Regions from separate parts of the Zea mays genome. Here all the other regions are linked to region 2. A link is a contact called in public Hi-C data. All regions are on one chromosome and are shown on one strand. Each heading gives the region's core, a stretch centred on a gene start, on an enhancer-like site or on the middle of the called end of the contact. The rest is flanking DNA. Distances are from core to core; before and after follow the strand shown. Region 1 holds the start of LOC103646454 (60S ribosomal protein L3). Region 2 holds the start of LOC100272445 (ribonuclease P). Region 3 holds the start of LOC542678 (SET domain-containing protein SET102).

Region 1 (4,983 bases), core at 203-2,702, 310 kb after region 2:
TGAGCAATGACACGGATAACAGAAGCATATTTCTTCATCTTCTCAAGCTGCAGCTGAATTTCCTTCTTGCCAGCATCATTTTCATATTTGAGAGCATACTTTGTGAAAGCCTTCTTCTTGCTCTTGCACCAGTTCTTGTAGAACCTTCTCCTCACTTCTTCGCTAAGATGTTGGGCCCAAACAGAGTTGAGTGTGCGGAGGCCACGAGGAGTCTTCACATATGCCACGAGCCCAACAATGACAAGAGGAGGGGTTTCAATGATGGTAACAGCCTCACAAGTTTCCTTCTTATGGAGTTCTGTAGAAATCAAGTAGGCAGAGCAGTTACGATAATGGAGTGAAATGGTATCCATATACTCGAGATTCATGGGTGCAAGCAGTTGTGGATATTCAAACAGAAAAATCTATTGTTTTGAGTAAGTCTATGGGCCTGTGAAGAGATAGTTGTGTGGCTTATCATCTAAAATTAAGTGCCCTCAAATTCATAAAAAAACTAAAACTGCTGGTCAGAAATCAAATCATGCTTATGTTACAATTCATTTTTCAGATATAAACAAACTGGACTATGTCATCAGCTTAATTGATTAACAAAAACGAAGGGGGTGGACATACTGGATCCTGGCTTCTCAACCTCACGGACAATGTGAGTCATGCCAGCCTTGTAGCCAAGGAAGGCAGTGAGATGGCAAGGCTTCTTGGGGTCATCCCTAGGGAATGACTTCACTGCAAAAACAGGAAAACTACTATCAGATTTTGGACATTAAGTAAACCTGCCAAAGGAATGTGCATACCATACTAAACAGGTTAATGTTCACAGCAACATAATTCAATTGTACAGCACGTTTTCAGATTATACATAATGTTGGATTGCACTTATATGCAATAGACAATCCTTCACTGACGGAAGACAACCCTATGAAAATTATTACTTAAAAACACCACTAGCGGAGTACAGGTTGTTTAAATAGAAGGAACATAAATAATACTTCAAGTTCTAAAGGTTGAAGGGTAGAACATTTCAGATGACACGTATCGGGACAAGGCAAGCGAACAAAGAGGGAGTAAGAGATGCGAGCGTACCCTTGCCGCGGTGACGGGAGGAGCGCTTCCTGGGAAGGAAGCCGAGGGAGCCGTGCCTCGGGTGCTCGAACTTACGGTGCGACATCCTGCCCTCCTCCTCTTCCTTACCTGCAGGAGATCACAACAAGCCCATCAGATCCGCCGCGAGCTCAACATGGGCGGCTCGCCGCGCGGCGACGAAATGGCCGCCGACGGCGAGCAAGGCGAGTCGAGGTGGGAGGAGGAGATGACGCCGGCGGCGGATTCGTTATATTCACCTGTAGGGGTGGCGGCGCGGAAGTGAGGAGCCACAATGCGCGTAAACCCTAGGAGAGGTCACTTATATAAGGCCATGTTCGCTTACTAGTGGTTTGAGAGGATTAAAGAGGTCAAGCTCTAAAGGGGTCTCCGGTGCGAGAGTTTTAATCACGTCGGACCGGAATGCTCTGTGAAATATGGGTTGTTACTCTGACCTTATGAGCTGAGGTACTGTGGGCTCGATCCAGTACTCCATTTAAAATATGGGTCGTCCACTCTTATTTGAAAATGTCCCTATATTTCGTTTTACTACCTCATTGATATAGTTCTACTTTATTATAATGTAAAAAATGCAACGTGTGTTTGGACAACGGACATATTGTTACAAAATAATCCAAAAAAAGCTTCTCATTTTTTATAATTCTTGAAAGGGAAATAGGCTTAATCATTTCCTATAATCGATTTTGGTGGTTGACGTCCATCACAAACCACGTGGACTAATTAGTTTGCTTAGATGATGCTTATCTCAGGTGCATAAAATTCAACATAAACCAAGAAATAAATTAAGTTGGGGACTCAACAAAGTTTGGAGCAAAGACTTGAGAGTGTGCTGCCAGTGGCACACCGGTGTCCGGTATGCACCGGACACTGTCCGGTGCCCCAGGCCGAGCATCACTCCAATAGGCCGCTCTCGGTTTTTTCTAAGGAGCGCTCCGCTATAATTTGTCGGACTGTCCGATGTGCACCGGGCTTGTCCAGTGAGCCAACGGAGCAACGGTAACCTAGCGCTCAACGGTCGACTGCGTGAACACTAAAAGCGCAAGTGCAGAAGTCAAATGTCAGGCTGCAAAGTCAGAACGCACCGGACATGTTCGGTGTGCCACCGGACTGTCCGGTGCAACTACAAGACAAAGAACTTCAACGGACAACCGCTCCAAACCCCAACGGCGTGCTGACGTGGCACGCACCGGACAGTGAACAGTGCCATGTCCGGTGCGTCATCGACAGCAACGGCTAGAATAGTGGTTGGGGCTATAAATACCCTCCAACCACCTCCATTCAAGCCATCCAAGTTTTCTGAACTCAACATTCGTTGCAAGAGCAAAATACTTCACTCCAAGACGCATTCAATAGATCAAATCTTCTACAAGCCTCCAAATCAACTCAATTCCTTAGTGACTTGAGAGAGGGTGTTTTGTGTTTTTTTGTTGCTCTTGTTCCTTGGATTGCTTTTTCCTTTCTATTCTCATTTCTCTAAGTGCTTTGTAAAGCTAGCAAGAGACACCTAAGTGTGTGGTGATCCTTGCGGGGTCTTAGTGACCCAAGTGATTAAGGAGAAGCATCAACCGGTCTGTGTGACCAATTGAGAGAGGAAAAGGGTTGAAATAGACCCAGCCTTTGTGGCCTCCTCAAAGGGGACTAGGTTCTTTGGAACCGAATCTTGGTAAAACAAATCATCGTGTTCACTTGTGTTGAGTTCCACTTGATTTGTTTTCCTCTCTCTAAAGTACCCTTGCTCATAATGTTTTGAGTTTGCTACCAAACGCTATCCGTATTGATTGAGCAACTCTAAGCAAGGAGAACTATCTTTCGAACTCCTATTTAATTCTAACGCTAACCCCGGCCTTAGTGCGTGTTTAAAGTTTGTAAATTTCATGTTTCGCCTATTCACCCCCCCTCTAGGCGACTTTCAATTGGTATCAGAGCCAATGCTTCATTAAGAGTCTAACAAACTCAAAGTGATGTTTGAAGATCACGCCAAGAGGGAGATCATCACCGGCGACAAGACCATAGGCTCGGAAAGGACTCTATCAAGGGAGTCTGGAGACAAGTACAAGGAGGAATCCTCTTCCTCCATCAAGTCACATAGGAAGGGTGACAAGAAGAAAAAGAAAATGAAGAAGGTGGTCTACTACGAGACCGATTCTTCATCACCTTCCACATCTGGCGCTGAGTCTACAACTTCGAAGCGCCACGAGCGTAAGAAGTATAGTAAGATGCCTTTATGCTATCCTCGCATTCCTAGGCGCACTCCTTTACTTTCGGTACCCCTAGACAAACCACCATATTTTAATGGTGAGGATTATTGTATGTGGTGTGATAAAATGAGGCACCATCTAACCTCACTCCTCGAAAGCATATGGGATATTATTGAGCTTGGAGCGCAGGCACCATAAGTGGGCGACGAGGACTACGACTCGGACGATGCCGCCCAAATAAGGCATTTTAATTCCCAAGTAACTTCTATACTCCTCGCCTCCTTATGTCGAGAGGAGTATAATAAGGCGCAAGGGTTAAAAATGCCAAAGAAATTTGGGACATCCTCAAAACGGCGCACGAGGGGGACGAGGTGACCAAGATCACCAAGCGCGAGACGGTCGAGGGAGAACTCGGTCGATTCATCCTCAACAAAGGAGAGGAGCCAAAAGCGATGTACAACCGACTCAAGACGATGGTCAATCAAGTGCGCAACCTCGGGAGCACAAAATGGGATGACCATGAAATGGTCAAGGTTATTCTTATATCTCTTATTTTTCGTAATCCCACTCAAGTGCAACTAATCCGTGGAGATTCAAGATATAAACAGATGTCTCTCGAGGAGGTAATTGGCAAGTTTGTGAGCTTTGAACTTATGATCAAAGACTCCAAACATATTGTCAACTTGGAGCAAGGCGCCACCTCTACACCCAAGGTGCAACCTGTTGCATTCAAAGCAACGGAAGAGAAGAAGGACGAGTCTACACCAAATAGACTCTCAATTTACGCCTCCAAGTTCGACAATGAGGAGATGGCTCTTATCATTAAGAGCTTTCGACAAATCCTCAAACAACGGAAGGGGAAGGACTACAAACCCCGTTCCAAGATGGTATGCTACAGGTGTGGTAAGTCCGGTCACTTTATTGCTAAATGTCCATATACAAGTGATAGTGACAGGGACGACGACAAGAAGGGGAAGAAAAAGATGGAGAAGAAGAAGTACTACAAGAAGAAAGGTGTTGAGGCGCACATGGGCGGGAATGGGACTCCGACGAGAGCTCCACCAACTCCTCCTCCGACGAGGACGCCGCCAACATCGCTGTCAACAAAGGTCTCCTCTTCCCCAACGTCGGCCACAAGTGTCTAATGGCCAAGGATGGCGAAAAGAAGAAGGTACACTCTTGAGATACCCCCAAATATACTATATCCGATGATGAGGGTACCTCTAGTGATAATGAAGATGATTTAACTTCTCTTTTTGCCAACCTAACTAAAGATCAAAAGAAAAAGATAAATGAATTGATAGAATTCATTAACGAGAAGGATGATCTCTTGGAATGCCAAAAGGACTTGCTCGTTAAGGAAATGATGAGGGTACCTCTAGTGATAATGAAGATGATTTAACTTCTCTTTTTGCCAACCTAACTAAAGATCAAAAGAAAAAGATAAATGAATTGATAGAATTCATTAACGAGAAGGATGATCTCTTGGAATGCCAAAAGGACTTGCTCGTTAAGGAAAATAAAAACTTTGTTAAGTTGAAAATGTCTATGCTATAGAGGTAGAAAAATGTGAAAATATATCTAAAGAGCTTAACATATGCAATAATTGAAAGGGAAATAGGGTCAAACCTTTTCCTAAATGATTTTGGTGGTTGAATTGCCCAACACAAATAATTGAACTAACTAG
Region 2 (4,652 bases), core at 264-2,763:
TCTTGAGGAGTACCAGAGAACCTTTGCAAGGTCCTAGGACCTGGTCGGATCGATACCTCGCCAGTTCAAGACTTGGTCCTCAAGAATGCTAGATTGGCTCCTATCCAAGCCACTATAGGCATGTCTTCTACTAAAGGAGTCTTGGAGCACGCTTTGCCAGTATCTAAGAGTATAACTTTCTTCAAACGCTAACAAACAGTAATTGACATCCTATGTAATTTGCACCCTTTCTTTGGGCGTGACATTCTAGGTAATCGAGATATATGGATACTTCCTAGACTAGCTAGTAGTGAACTAATGTTGTAAAATTCAAATCAACCTAGAAAAACATAATGGTCATCATCACAACTAGCTGGAACAGTACGAAAAGTCATTAATGAACAGTACCTATTTCAACATCCATAGTAATCGAAGCCTTGTGAAAATTTCATACACTAGTGAATTTAATCCAAAAATCCAAACCACATGATGCAAACCAATAAACCACTCCTGCCCAACTCATTCTAAGAAAATAATATAATTAAGGGTGTGTTTGCCTCAGCTTTCTGAACCAAATTTGCTGCAAAAAATCTGAAATCTCAACCAAACAGGTACAACAGCATAATAGATTCCTGAAAATCTACAAATTACTCTATTTCAATTCAGAATCGCCTCCTACTCCAGATTTTCTAGATTTCTGCCATCCATGTTACAATCTGTCATGACCCTAATAGTACTCCGCGTCCGCAACCAACGACTCTAGGTGGTTGCTATGGGCTACGGCCCTTCCTCGCCGCCATTGGAGCAATAATTCGTAACCGCAATCTGAGCCCTAGTAGAACAGTAAATAATTCAAATTCGAAGCCCTAACCGCACGAGGCCTACAATAGTAAATAATTCAAACTGGAATCCCTAGCCGCAGGAGCACCATCGAGACATCTCCAGACCCTCACCGCGCGACCCGCACGACTGCATGCTCGCCGAACCCGCACTTAAAACCCTAGCATTTTAAATCATGGGGGTAAAAACCATGGTTGCTTTCCTTCTACGTATAGATGGACAGGCCGAACGGCGGCGGCCGGCGGGAACAAACGAGCAAGGAAGTAGCAGAGAGTAGCCGTCGACCGAACCCGAACCTGGAGCAGGGCGAGCGCATAGGTGATGTAGTTGCGGGGCCGGCCCTGCGCCGTGATGCGGATCTCGTTGGCGCCGATAGGGGACTCCTCCCGCGGCTTCTCCACCCTCTGGTACCGGTCCATCTGCGACGACTCTGCGCCAAGCAACCGCAGGCGCGAAGGTGAGAACCTCTCTCCCCTCGAATCTCCCTCGCGCGGAGGGAAGGCGAAGGCCGCGTCGGGTCTCGGGTGTTGGCGTGTTGCGCTTGCGGTGCGGGCGTTGAACTTTAGATGATGGTTTTTCCGACGAGGCGGCGTGCCGTCGTGGTGGCGGTTTAAATGAGGGGAGAGAGGACGCGGGGTGGATAGGGTTTGGTTGCCGGGTGGGTCGAGCAGCGCGTCGTGGGAGTCCGGCTCCGGGCTCGGCACGCCTGCGTGACTGCGTCGTCGGGTACTCGGGTTAGGTTGGGTGGCGGGCCGGTCGGTCGGTCGGCTTTGCTTGGGTTGAGCTCCTTGCTCTGTTCATGTCGCGTTCTCGACCACGACTCGTGTGAACTAGAGAAGTATAATAATGGACTCTAAACTTATTTATATAACATTTTTATTATACAGAGGAAAGGGACATGAGAAAATAGAGAAAATTGTTTCTCATACAAAAGTCAGGTGGACTCTAAGATAAAAGGATGAAAAAGAAAGAGACAAGAGATTAATCTAAAAGTCAACCTTATAGCTAGATTTATTATATGAGTGTATTTATTATTGGATCTAAATAAGATACTCCCTCTGTTCCAGTATATAAGGCGTAACCACCTCTGGTTCAAAGACCAAGAAGTGCACTTAATTGTCTCTATAGCACTGCATCGATATACGTATGCATAAAGAGAGTACACTTATATTGTGGGATAAGAATAAAAAGTGGTTACGTCTTATATCCTGGGACGGAGGGAGTAATAATGAGTTACAGCCAACAAATCTCTACTACTACATAAGATGGTAGAGTGGGCATCCACTAGCTTCTTTTGGTGAAGCACGCCATGCCCCCGCCCACGTGGATGTCCCCGCTTGCCCCCACCCCGACGCGCCCCCTCCCTGCCATCGTCCGTCTCCAACACGCTCGTCGCCCTTCCTTCCCAAAAATGTCGCCGCCCTCATCAACACGCGAGCCGCCCTCATCACCGCGCGGTGATCGCGCCCCCATCCCATGTCTCCCTCCTTCGCTACCATTCCCCGCAATCATAGCTTGAGGAGGGGGATAAAGGAGGATGGGAGGGAAGGGGTGGTGCCCGACGCACTTGCCCTCATGCGCCTATCCCTTCTTCCCAGTCGCCTTCTTCCCTCGCTCTTCCCTCCACCATTCTGCAGCCCGCCGCTGGAGCCCAACCCGCCCATAGCCTCGTGCCCCCTTCGCCTCCGGTCGCTGGAGCCCGGCCAAGTCACGGCCTCGTGCCCCACTCCGCCTCCGACAAGCACCACAACGGCAGGAAGACGAAGACCCCAACACCTCCGCCTGCATGTTTGTAAAGGGGCAAAAGCCGCTAAACCCATCTGATTTCGATTTGATTCACCTGTGGTGCTCGCAACAGAGGGAATGTCAAACTCCTTCTCCTTCTCGTTGATGAAGACGACGGAGATCGTGGAGGCGCTGCACAGCTAAGGTATCTTCGTCGACCTCTTCCTTGCTAGCGTTGTCAGGTATGCCTCTACCGCTCCCCCTCCCTAGTTGTCCTGTCTCACCAAGGGCAAATTCCCATGCCTGTCGAGTCAAGGCGACGCTTCCCAGGGAGCCACCATCCCACGACTCCATCCACCGGTTGTGAATCATCTAGGCCCCTTAGTGATGTTTTGGTAATTAATGACAACTATTTGTAGACTAACAGTTCTTAGAGGAATAAGAATGCAGGTTGGACCACAGAGAACAAAAAATCTTGGAGACTTATAAGCATTAGTTGTGGATCAAGTGAAGGCAAAGGTATAACATAGGTTTTTGTTTTTGCCGGTCTCCAGGAGTTTAGAGAAGACATTTAACCAGATTAGTAGGCTAGATGGTCGTACTATTAAGAGGGGTCAATGGCTTTGGTCTGTGTAAAACTTAGTGCCTCATAGAGCATCAAGTGGTTACATTTGCATGAGGTCTAACAGCGCTTCCGATTTCGAGAGTTAAAAAAAATCTTTTCGAAAGCGTGTTTGAAAAGTTGCTAAGTCACGGGGTTGGTGGACCATTCGGGCCAAGTGGCCGGACCGTCCGCGATCTATCCAAAGGGGTCCGAAGTATGTTCACTTCGGACTGGTCCTGTATGTTTGTACTGTGGACCGTCCGGGCCTTGGGGTCGGACCGTCCGTAGTCCTGGCCAGAGAGGGTCGCCCTCTACACAGTCCCTGTATAAATGTGCGGACTGTCCGGTTAGGTTCGGCGGACCGTCCGCAGGTGCCAAATTAGTTTGGGCAGGGACTATGTGTTTTTGGGCACTTGTACTACGGACTGTCCGGGGCCTGAGCTCGGACAGTACTAACTCCTAGGTCGCGGACCGTCCGGCCTTGTATGGCGGACAGTCCGCGTGTGTTAGCCCATCGTGGTCAGAGCTCTGGTGCTCCTTGTTGTCAGGTTTCGGACGGTCCGGCCAAGGTTGGCGGACTGTCCGGACTTCGCTTTTTTCAGCTCTGACATATTTCAAACTGGAAATCTAGTCGTTACTTGTACGGTGGACCGTCCGGCCTAAGGGCGCGGACCGTCCGCGTGTGCGCAGAAGTTGTGCTAGTTGCACATAACGGTTAGAAATGTGAAGTGGGCTATAAATAGAAGGGGAGCTCGTGTGTGAGGGTTCTCTTAGCCATTCCTTGCACACTTTGAACTCATTTGTGATCCTCCCACTCATTCTCTCACACTCCTTGCTTGAGATTGCATTATAGTGAGAGATTGAGAGCTCCTAATGCATTTGCATCCATTGGTGATTCTTGAGGCACTAGGTGGTACACCGGGCAAACATCATCGGCTTGTTACTCTTGGAGGTTGCCGCCTCCTAGACGGCTCAGGTGTTGTCTCCGTCGAGCTCTCCAAGAATATTGTGGAGGAGCCGCGGTGTCGATTGTGAGGGGTTCGCGCCTACCTCGCCAGAGCGGCAAAGGCGACGCTAGTGGAAACGAGGTATTGAGTGATTTCTTGTCCACTTGGCTCAAAGATCAAGCCGCGTCTTGATAGAGGAGCAAGTGAGAGCTTAAAGTCCACCTCAACGTGGATTAGGGGTGATCGGCAAATCACAGATACCATGGGATAAAATCTGGTGTCTTTCTCTTCTCGCATTACTTATTACTGTGCAAGTAATTAGTATTTCGTGTATTGTCTCTCTTGTATACAATTACCATAGTTGTTTCTCATAGATTGCTTACTTGTTGTTACTAGAGAAGTTATACCTCTTGTCATATTGATTAAATTTCTCTAGTGTTTTTTATTTTAGTCAAAACCGTCTATTCACCCGCCCTCTAGCCGGTGTCATAGATCCTACACTGACACTGCATCGTCTGTGGCAGCGGCTCCTCCATCGCACATGTCGTTGTCCCTAC
Region 3 (4,771 bases), core at 1,922-4,421, 400 kb after region 2:
ATTCGTCAGCACGCAGCAGGCCCCTACCTGGCGCGCCAACTGTCGGCGTTTCGAGACAGGGGGGTCCCTAAGCCGACGAGTGAGTGTGCTGCGTGCCCCAGCCCAGATGGGTCGAGCGCGTGGGCGAGCGCGGAGGGGGGAGAGGCGAGGCGGCCGGAGCCGAGCGTGAGAGAGGTGGAAGTCCCGCGGCCTTCGTGTTCGTCCCGCGCCCAGGTCAGGTGCGCTTGCAGTAGGGGGGTTACAAGCGTCCACGCGGGTGAGGGAAGCGAGCGGCCCCAAGAGAGCGCCTGTCCCGTCCTCGGTCCCGCGCGGCCAACCTTCTCTGAGAAGGCCCTGGTCCTTCCTTTTATAGTTGTAAGGAGAGGATCCAGGTGTACAATGGGGATGTAGCAGAGTGCTACGTGTCTAGCGGAGGGAGAGCTAGTGCCCTAGGTACATGCCGATGTGGCAGCCGGAGAGATCTGGGCATCCTGCTGGCGTGATGTCGTGGCTATCGGAGGTGCGACGGAGCCTGATGGAGGGACAGCTGTTGGAGCGGTCGAGTCCCTGCTGACGTTGTCCTGCTGCCGTAAGAGAGCTGGGGGCCGCCGTCATCATAGAGCTCGTGGAGCGCCATCATTGCCCCTCTGGCGGAGCTGGCCGGACGAGACGCCGGTCTTGTTCTCCGTGACCCGAGTCGATTCGGGGTAGGATGATGATGACGTTTCTTGTTGACGTGGCGGTCTGTGCTCTAGGCAGGGCGACGTGGGGTTTCCTCCGAAGCCGAGGTTGAGTCTTGCCTTCAGTTGCCGTGGCCGAGCCCGAGCCAGGGGGTCGGGCGAGGCGGAAGTCGTCCGGCCGAGGCCAGGGCGGAGTCCGAGCCCTGGGGTCGGGCGAGGCGGAGTTTCGTCGTCTTCCGGGTCTTAGCCCGAGTCCGAGCCCTGGGGTCGGGCGGAGCGGAGTTTCGTCGTCTTCCGGGTCTTAGCCCGAGTCCGAGCCCTGGGGTCGGGCGGAGCGGAGTTCGCCGTCTTCCGGGTCTTAGCCCGAGTCCGAGCCCTGGGGTCGGGCGGAGCGGAGTTCGCCGTCTTCCGGGTCTTAGCCCGAGTCCGAGCCCTAGGGTCGGGCGGAGCGGAGTTCGCCGTCTTCCGGGTCTTAGCCCGAGTCCGAGCCCTGGGGTCGGGCGGAGCGGAGTTCGCCGTCTTCCGGGTCTTAGCCCGAGTCCGAGCCCTGGGGTCGGGCGGAGCGGAGTTCGCCGTCTTCCGGGTCCTAGCCCGAGTCCGAGCCCTGGGGTCGGGCGGAGCGGAGTTCGCCGTCTTCCGGGTCCTAGCCCGAGTCCGAGCCCTGGGGTCGGGCGGAGCGGAGTTCGCCGTGGCGCCTTTGGCAAGGCCTAATTGCCTGTCAGACTCACTCTGTCGAGTGGCACTGCAGTCGGAGTGGCGCAGGCGGCGCTGTCCTTCTGTCAGACTGGCCAGTGGAGCGGTGGGGTGACGGCGGTCACCTCGGCTCTGCCGGGGGCGCGTGTCAGGATAGAGGTGTCAGGCCACCTTTGCGTTAAATGCCCCTGCAATTTGGTCAGTCGGTGTGGTGATTTAGTCAAGGTTGCTTCTGAGCGAAGCCAAGGCCTTGGGCAAGCCGGTGATGTGTCCGCCATAAAAAGGGGGCCTCGGGCGAGACGGAAGTCTCTCGAGGTCGGCTGCCTTCGGCCGAGGCTAGGCTCGGGTGAAGCGTGATCGAGTCACTCGTGTGGACTGATCCCTGACTTAATCGTGCCCATCAGGCCTTTGCAGCTTTATGCTGATGGGGGTTACCAGCTGAGAATTAGGCGTCTTGAGGGTACCCCTAATTATGGTCCCCGACAATATTATTTCCCACAACTTATTAAGCGATAAACGTATGTGAGCTCACCCTTGCTGTCTCACACCCCCCACAGGTCAAGAACAGGTATCTCCAGGATGAGGCGCATGAAAGATGGCGTGATGTGTTCGCGAGAGGTCTATGCCGTCGTCTCCCAGTCAACTTTGGGTTGCTGGATCGTTGTCTCCATATGATGTAATTATTTATTTATTTTGTATAGAACTCCCCTATTATATAGTAAAGATGTGACGTTCGTTTCTGTATCATGAATCATCATATGTGTGATACTTGGTTCTAGCACACTTGGTGATTATGTCTCACGTCCGGGTCCCTAAAACCCGAGTGTGACAATTTGTCTCGTTTTAGTTTAAAAATAAACTAGCGGGTGACAAATATTCGAGAATGAAAGTAGTATAAGATTTGATAACAAATGATTTTTGATGTATTGTTGGACAAACGAACAAGACTTGAAGAGGTTTGAAGAAAAAAAGTTTATTTTCCCTTCCAATCCCCACTAATCCCATTCTAACCAAACGAAACCAAACTTTAGGTTATAAGATATTTTAGTTCTTGTTCGTTTCTCCTGAAATTGGTCTAGAATTCGTTCAATCGGATCAAAGCTTATATAAATTAGGTAAGTACTCCGAGTTAGATTCGTTGTAGACGACTATTCCGTAGGAACCGAACGGGACCTTAGGACATATACAATCTAGATACTATATTACAGTTCTCCAAGCACTAAATATATCTAAGAAACTTTTTCATACGACCTAATATATTTAAACTTTATATTTTATTCATTAGAACCTCTTAAGATATGACTTATTTATGTAGGTTGTATAAGTAAAATCGTTTCTAGATCTAAAGAATTGTGTAAGAGATATTTTTTCACTAAAATATGTCTCTTATATATTTTTTTTACATTTATCCTTAATATCTTTAAGATATAAATTATTTAGGGTTTTTTTGTTTTTAACTCAATCTATATGGATTGAATATGATTTAGTGAGTTTAAATCTACGGCAAGTTAAAATATATACTAATTTTTAATTTCATTTAATCCATATGTTCTAGGAATTACCCTAGCGGATCTCTACCTGTTGGAGAGACCCTGACCGTCGCCCAGACCGCTCTCTCCGCGGACGCACCAGGCATCTCGTGTATCGTCCTCGGATCCCCGCGGTCATCCCCATCTCAGCCGCCGTTGTCCGCCTTCCCCTCGACAACAAGCCTGCCGCCCCGAGCTGCCTCCCTCCGTCCGTTCGGTATCCTTTAGCCAGTTAGCCTCTTCCTTCCGTCTGCCACCGGCACGTTCTCTGCCCTCGGGTACCTCGTCTGTTCAGTCTTCAGAGCTGGGTTCGGTCTATTCCTCATCCTCTCTTGTTGATCCGGAGTGCCTTAAGTTTTGGTACGCTCTAGCCTGCTTCTCTTAGATTATATTCAGATTATGAAAGAGTGAAGAACTCCTTCAGCTTGCCTTTGTTGTAAGGTTCATTCATCCGTCGCCTCAAAATTCTAATTTCACCCCGAATCTTTATTTTTTTCAGGCCGTCTTGTTACTGTCTGCTGTTCCACAGTCGACGAATCACGAATGCTAATGGTGTTTGTGCTGCTTGGAACTCATTTTTTCATCTCTTCTGCGCGAGACTGTCCGGAAGATGTTTTTTTTTGTGTGTTTCTCTGTATGCTGAATTCGTCCAATTATTACTTGGATTGCAGGAGGAAGAATGCGTAGAGGCACCGTCGTACATCCACATTGACAGCAACGCTTTCTCCTACAGAAAGTGAGCAGTTCTGCGTTAGTTCTTTCTCAATCTGTCCAATGTGGGTTGAACTTTGATGGGACTGGTTCGCAACATTTCCTCTCGTTTTCTGTTGTTATGGGAATGTTATACTTCCTGACTACCTGTGTTATCTTTTGGAGGCATAAGAGTCAGACAGAGGAGGACATAGCTGTGTGTGAGTGCCAGTATGATATCTTGGATCCAGAGAGTCCATGTGGAGACCGGTGTTTAAATTTATTGACTAACACAGAATGCACGCCTGGCTATTGCCGTTGTGGTGTGTACTGCAAGAATCAGGTAGGACCTTGCTATTTTGGTATTAGGGCCATAGTTCGAAATTATCTGATGCCTGATGAATTAGTTTTGTAATTTTGTTCTGTATCATTGATGATTCAATTTTCCTTACCCGGCACTGCGAAGGGAAAGTATATGGTTTCAACATAGGGCGCCTTAATGAATGGATAGGGCGAAATTGGTCCATGGCACCGAAAGATCTTTGTTTTAGATAAATAACAGTCTGGTACACTTCAATATCACCAGAAGTTTTCAACCTTTGGCCTTTTAGCATTCTGTGAACTTCTCCATCTATTGCAGTCATCTTCCTTTACTTCGTTACTCCTTTAAGTCCACACCTGGTTTATTGTTTTACCCTTGCAATTGTCCCTTATACAATTATGGGCATGTCGACATGCGCAGTTATGCATACACGCTCACTATCTTCTCAAATCTACACTGTCATTGGGTTCACCCTGGAACAGATGGTTTATGGCTTGTTGGGATGAACTAGGACTAGTTGTTAGTTCAACCTAAAAATTATTGAGCTAAAGTTAAGCTAGCTAAAAAATATTTTTGTTGTGTTTGAATCCCCAACTAAAAGTTCCATGGACACCTATTAGTTCCATTGGCTGGGTTTGCCCACCTAATGTTCTAATTGTTACTTGGGGTCTAGACTAGAAATTAGTCCACCTATTAGTTTGCTTGTTTGAATGGACTAGGACTATTTTAGCCACTAGTTAGTCCAATTGAATAAGTGATCCACACAGGCTGTATACAGTAAATAGCAAGCACATCTTGCACAGAGCTAAACATAGTTAGGTTGGAAAGATAGGCTAGAGACGTAGAGTCATGATCTTACCCCATGGGAAATCTACGAG

What was found. Hi-C and Micro-C count contacts between places; a contact is called where the count stands out from the background.
Region 1: a contact with region 2 is called in a Hi-C map of endosperm, with 2.4 times the contacts expected there. The contact joins the promoter of LOC103646454 here to the promoter of LOC100272445 in region 2. A contact is called at or near these places in 2 of 25 Hi-C or Micro-C datasets (endosperm and leaf).
Region 3: a contact with region 2 is called in a Hi-C map of ear, with 3 times the contacts expected there. The contact joins the promoter of LOC542678 here to the promoter of LOC100272445 in region 2. A contact is called at or near these places in 2 of 25 Hi-C or Micro-C datasets (ear and tassel).

Annotation. Positions count from the first base shown.
Region 1 is chr2:53,855,936-53,860,918 of Zm-B73-REFERENCE-NAM-5.0, reverse strand. LOC103646454 (60S ribosomal protein L3) reads right to left here and starts at 1,452. Exons shown (of 6, transcript XM_008671191.4): 1 at 1,338-1,452; 2 at 1,081-1,188; 3 at 613-723; 4 at 1-298. The coding sequence starts at 1,165.
Region 2 is chr2:54,164,686-54,169,337 of Zm-B73-REFERENCE-NAM-5.0, reverse strand. It overlaps LOC100272445 (ribonuclease P), which reads right to left and starts at 1,513. Exons shown (of 8, transcript NM_001146919.1): 1 at 1,116-1,513. The coding sequence starts at 1,238.
Region 3 is chr2:53,765,797-53,770,567 of Zm-B73-REFERENCE-NAM-5.0, reverse strand. It overlaps LOC542678 (SET domain-containing protein SET102), which reads left to right and starts at 3,171. Exons shown (of 11, transcript NM_001112195.1): 1 at 3,171-3,241; 2 at 3,381-3,433; 3 at 3,553-3,617; 4 at 3,758-3,914. The coding sequence starts at 3,425.